Linked DNA regions of Mus musculus: region 1 is linked to region 2. The links are chromatin contacts, called in public Hi-C maps. All regions are on one chromosome and are shown on one strand. Each heading gives the region's core, a stretch centred on a gene start, on an enhancer-like site or on the middle of the called end of the contact. The rest is flanking DNA. Distances are from core to core; before and after follow the strand shown. Region 1 overlaps Tnr (tenascin R). Region 2 overlaps Tnr (tenascin R).

What was found. A called contact is a pair of places that touch in the nucleus more often than the background predicts.
Region 1: a contact with region 2 is called in a Hi-C map of bone marrow-derived macrophages, with 2.7 times the contacts expected there. The contact joins two enhancer-like sites. A contact is called at or near these places in 1 of 39 promoter capture datasets (hippocampal neurons), 1 of 15 datasets of contacts at CTCF or cohesin (the NIH/3T3 cell line), 5 of 484 Hi-C or Micro-C datasets (the HPC-5 cell line, Th2 cells, bone marrow-derived macrophages and 2 more) and 2 of 115 datasets of contacts at active chromatin or transcription factors (both in bone marrow-derived macrophages).

What each region holds. Positions count from the first base shown.
Region 1 is chr1:159,888,345-159,891,144 of GRCm38.p6, forward strand. It overlaps Tnr (tenascin R), which reads left to right. Exons shown (of 23, transcript NM_022312.3): 13 at 1-32; 14 at 940-1,086. Among named protein-coding and RNA genes, the nearest start is that of Gm31348, 110 kb to the left of the region's middle. Within about 2 kb of position 1,252, at least 113 of the 459 cell types and tissues checked have an H3K27ac peak or open chromatin away from gene starts, as enhancers often do. A contact at or near this core is called in Th2 cells and bone marrow-derived macrophages, where this site is marked.
Region 2 is chr1:159,811,658-159,814,515 of GRCm38.p6, forward strand. The region is part of intron 2 of Tnr (tenascin R); the gene reads left to right. Among named protein-coding and RNA genes, the nearest start is that of Gm31348, 29 kb to the left of the region's middle. Within about 2 kb of position 1,289, at least 104 of the 459 cell types and tissues checked have an H3K27ac peak or open chromatin away from gene starts, as enhancers often do. A contact at or near this core is called in Th2 cells and bone marrow-derived macrophages, where this site is marked.

The DNA.
Region 1 (2,800 bases), core at 2-2,501, 77 kb after region 2:
TTACTACCGAGTATCGTACCGACCCACCCAAGGTAATGATATGATTTTGTTTCTCAAACATAAATAAGGCTTGAAGTTGATTAGAGATTATTATGGGTGCATGATCACAACTACACAGCATACACCCTCATACCATACTTCCTCAAAATGAGAGTGTATTGATGAAGAACAACAGAGAAACCATGAGTTCACCAACTTCTCTCAAAATAGGCTCTCAAAATATCATCAAGAGAGCCAAACACTTTACCATGGGAAATAACTGGACACCGTTAGCTAGGCTGCGCAATGAAAAACAATGAAGTGAGGCCTAGATGGCTTTACCAAGAGCCAGTGCTACACATACTATGCTGAGCATAAAGTCTAAGACTAGAATCCTGGATATGGATAAAGACCCAGCAGAGCCACATGGAGCCCTGAAGGGAACCACAGTGATCCTAATTCTGCCATTGTAGCCAATGTATGAGTCAGAGAAGTTGGCCGAGAGCTTGCCTGCATACTGCCAGTTCTTGCTGGTATATGAGGCATTGTTAACAAAGTAGAGAGAATGTTCACTTCCAGCCAGAGGTAGGACAGTTTTCCAGGCTACCTTTCTCTGGGCTGCATAGGGCACTTTTTGCGGTGGCTCTGCCCACTCCACTTCCACTATACTGATATGCCCGCCTCAGAGAAGACCGGTCTGATAGAAACCTACATAATAAATAGCTCATTTACTTTTGTTCTAAAAAGCCCATAAGATGAAAGAGTGAGGCCAGCGTATAAGATCTATTTAAACTCCACCATTATCATTTATGAGTCATGTATCTGCCTTCCCTTCCCTATTGCATGCTGAGCCCACACCCATCTGTGCCTCATGACCCACTGTCCCAATGTACACTGAGCCATGGACCCACTGATAAGAGAGCTGTTGAACGTTTAGTGATGGATTTTGTTCTTCCTCAGTGGGACGGCTAGACAGCTCCGTAGTGCCCAACACCGTGACAGAGTTCGCCATCACCAGGCTGTATCCAGCTACTGAATATGAAATAAGCCTCAACAGTGTACGGGGCAGGGAGGAGAGTGAACGCATCTGCACCCTGGTGCACACAGGTAAACATGGCTCCCTTGCTGGGTGTCGGCTCAGGACATAAGCAGCAGCCTTGAAACAAACACAGGAAGCAGAGTGAAATCACTCCAGCGCATACAGTGGATACTGGCTCCGGGGCCTGAGACGCCATTCTTTGGCTCCTCTGACTCACTGTGTCCTTCAGGACAAGTTGTGGTTTCTCTCCCCACAGACTGTTCTTTCTAATTATAGGAGTTTGGTGAGTCACACTTGAGGAGGAGTCTTGCTCGTTCAGGTTCAGAATGTTCATGGAACTTCCTCTACGAAGAGCGCCCTTTCAAAGACGCATGATGGAGACAGATTCCACAGCAAACATTTGAATCATAGGATCTCTTTAAGTCTTGGGGGTTGAGGAAACTTCAGAAAAGCATTGTTATTCCAGTTTCAGGAAACTAGGGGTGGATTATTCATCATATACAGCCACCCCATAGGTGTATTGCCTTTGCTCCAGGGAAAAGGCTCTAAGTCCATCACCTGTATGAAGGCAGTAGAGGTGAAGGTGACCCTTTGTGGCATCCCCAGCTGCTTTCAGGAACACTATGTAGTTCTTGTTCTCCTGTAGGAAATGTCCTCTGTGTCCTCAGGCCCCTTCACAGAAGGAAGGTGGGGAAAAGAGATGGGCTTTAATATGAAAAATAGGGAGGAGAAAGTCTCCTACCATGCCTTTTTTCAGAAAACTGGCTCTTTGGATAAGCCTGAAGATAGGGCTCCTTTTCTGTAACTCCACTAGCCTCCCTTCTCTGGTCCTTAAGCAAGTATATCACATAGGATTAGCACAGATTTGCTCTAGATGGCAGTGGAAGGCACAGCCATCAGTTTCTATCCTCAACATCGAGAACCTTCTAGTTAAACCACAGTTTCCACTACACATAGGAAAACATTCAGCCTGCCTCATTAAGCGAACACCTGGATATCCCAACGCTGCTAAATTTCCCTAGAGATGGTGATTTCTGAAGGAGGAGAGTGTGCCTAAGGAGTCCTCACTGCTTTGTAAATACTCTTACAAGCGCCAAAACATTATCTATTAACACAGTGACCAAAACGTCATTCAGAAACATAAAAAGGTACCTTTCGTAGTCTCCCTCCTTCTGGTAGATGCACTATGTTTTGTCAGTGATCATTAAAGCAGGCAGTGGATAAACATTGACCAGAAGTAATGACCATTCAGCCAAGAAAGCCTGAAAATTCTGCCATATTTTCTCATTGAAAATCATAAAAAGGATTTCGAGAATATCGTGTTCCCAAGATAAGAGTGTTGTGACTCAGCCCAAAAGCTAACTCGTGTGATTCTTGGCCACAGGCAGCAGACATCACAAAAGCAGAAACTCAGCAGCACACCAAGCCACCCTGTCATCTTTCAAGTTAGTCAGACTGGTTCTGGTAACTTCCAGTCACTGTGCCACGCTCAGAAGTGTCTCCGGTTGTTCTTTTCAAGTCATCACAATAATCTTAAAACTTGTAGAATGACAGCTCCTTCAGGAGATGGTACACATCTCAGAAATCATCCAACCATAGACTCTAATAGGAGTTGAATTTAAAGACGTTTTTGAAAGCACAGATTATGAATAAAATTCAAAACACTGAATTGTAAAGTCTTTATTTCTTCTTGTTACTTTGGGATGAGGAACATAAGCAAAAAAAAGGGGGGGGGAGAAAGAAAAGAAAAGATAGCAAACACAGCTCATTTAATCAAAGAAC
Region 2 (2,858 bases), core at 39-2,538:
TTCAGCTGAAGCTGAAAAGTATAAGCAGAAAGTATGAGGCTCCTGGGGCTACAAAGTAGGAAGCCAAGAGGAGAGAAACCCTGGCAGGCAGGCAGGTCTCAAATACAAGGTAACAAAACCCCATTCTCTCCTGTGACTTCACAAAGTAAACCCAGTTCAGTGAGCACCCAGTGTGCTAAGTAGCAGAGGGGAGAGCCCCTGCTTTCTCTGGCACATCAGGGAAGCCTCTCTATTTCCTTACAGCCGTGTTGTTTTGCTCCGCCATGCACCTATATCTTCACAAATGTCATTTTAGGGGATGTGTGGCTGCCATGAGTATCTAGTTTTCAGGGCTCATTTAATGCTGATCCAGCACAAAATGTAAATTTCTCCTAAATGGTCTACAGAGCCACCCAATATATTCAAGACTCTGATACTTGCAGAAGAGATAGGGAAAGAAGGAAAAGAAGAGGCTGATGCCCAAAGGGATTGTGTAGGATTAGCTTTCCATGAGATACCCCAAGTGTGGCATGCCCTATAGACATTGCTGTGGGTAGAGATACCTGTGTGTGCGCCTGTGTGTATTTGTGTGTACATGTATGTGTATGAATGTGTATTTGTACATATGTGTGCATGTATGCGCTCCTTTGTAAACACTTGTTTGCATCTGTGTGAGAGGGAAAAGGACAGCAAAGCTCCCTGAGCAGATAAGGTTTCTCTGGCTGGTTCAGTGGAGGTCTGCAAATGGAATAAGGTCAGGCTGCTTAGGCAGGCAACACTTTCCAGTGTTTTCTACAGTTCCACTGGGTCCTTACTGTTGAAGTCAAAGGTTTAAAGCCTTTGTAGAACCTCCTATGATTAACTGTCACTTAAATACGTCAGCAAGTAGCGACATCAGCAGGCTGATCAACGTGTCAGAAGTCAGGGACTTATAAAAATTGACCCTCAGGTATCAGAGCCACGTCTTCCTTGACTCCAGAAATGTCTGATGTGTTTCCAAGCCGCTGTAGCATTTCCTGGGCTGCCTACAGTGGATACAGTGACGGGCCAGTCTTTTCTAGATGTAGAAGAAAGCCTATTAGCTTAGAGCCACACTGCGTTTCTTTCCCATGCACCTCTGCCTGCCTTAGGGATAGGAACCGCTCCAGGTCTATCTTGTGCTACAGGTCCACTGGGGACATTCAGGGGTCACCAGCTAAACATGAGGAACCTTGAATGTAGAAGTATCTTACCGGCTTCCTACATCAGAGGACATGTGACTCATCAGCTTCCTCTGTTGCTTTCAGAACAGCTGTGGTCACTGGTACTCTATAGTAGTTTCTAAACCACCTCTGCTAGGGGAAGGGCGTGGCTGAAGAGGAGGGTGTGGCTTGCCAAGAGGGGTGTGGCTGAATCCTGGGGTTTGTTTCCTTTCCCCCCTCCCCTCTCCCCGCCCCCCCCTCCCCCAGTGGACAGGAAAGAAGCCGCAGGGCGCAATAGGGATACTAAATGCCTGTTACAACGGGAAACATGTACTGAGCCCTTAGCACATACTGCCCAGCCTGTGTGTTAAGTGTTTCTCCAGGATTCTCTCATTAAATCCTCATAACAAGCTTACACGATAGATGCATAATTGGCTCCACATTACATGTGTTAGGACGAAAATTTGGTGCTATTAACTGAGGAATTTTCCCTTGAGTTCTGCACACCTCCCTGACTGTGCAGAGACAAAAGCCTTTCTTGCCTCAGAAACCATTCTTTGTCCACAAGTAGGAAGTTAAAAAATCAGACTAAACAATGAAAAAGGGAGGGGATTGAGAACAGCAAGAGCAAAGGAGGGAGGAAGGGGGAGAGAGAGGAAGGGGGAAGAGAGGTGAGAAGGAGGAAGGGGGGGAGGGAGGGAGGGAGGGAGGGAGAGAGAGAGAGAGAGAGAGAGAGAGAGAGAGAGAGAGAGAGAGAGGAGAATAAACTCTGAACATGGGCAACAGGCTTGAAGTCTCATGCTTTCAATTGCCAAAAGAATTTAGGCTTTTTGACTTGCTGTTTAATTGAGAAAATGTTTTCTCATTTCTAAAAGCTTGACTTGTTTATTAAGAGCTGCAAGCAAAAGAGGGAATGAACTGCTTGCTGTGCAAGTGTAAAGACCCGAATTCAATCTCAAACTGGCATGGGAGCATAGGCTTCTAACCCCAGCACTCAGGGTTGACAAGAGGATCCCTGGGGCTCCTTGGCCAGCCAGACTAGCTGAATTGGCGATACGATCCTCTGGTCCTTATATATAATAATAATAATAATAATAATAATAATAATAATAATAATAATAATAATAATATAGATAGTTCCTGAGGAGTGACACCCAAGACTGACCTCTGACCTCTATAGGAGTATGCACACAGCACACGCACACACATCCATAGACAAAAAAGGTGCATGCCAGGCCAGCAGCAGCAGATTACATTTCTGTGGTCTGTACATATCCATAAAAATAAAGTAGCGTTAAAAAGAAAGAGACAGAAGAGACTAAAGGTTTCTTTCTGTTACCATTTGAATGTGAAGTAGCTTCCCATAGACTCACATGTTAATACTTGGCTCCCAGGTGACAGCATTAATTTGAAAGGTTCCAAAAACTCCAGGAGGCAAATCCCAGTGTGAGGAAGTAGTTCCAGAAAGGCTGGCTCTCAGTCCCACCCCTTTTGTCTACTTCCTGTTCACCATGAGGTAAATGGCCTCCTCCTCCACGTGCCTCTGCCTCAGTGATACTTCACCCCATCACAAACTCAGAAAAGAAGCCACCACGGGAGCAGGAGCTGAGCCTTTAAAGTCACGGACCAAAATAAAACTGACTCCCTTAAACTGTTTCTGAAGAGCCATAGAGACCATGGTCACTAAACCACAGCCAT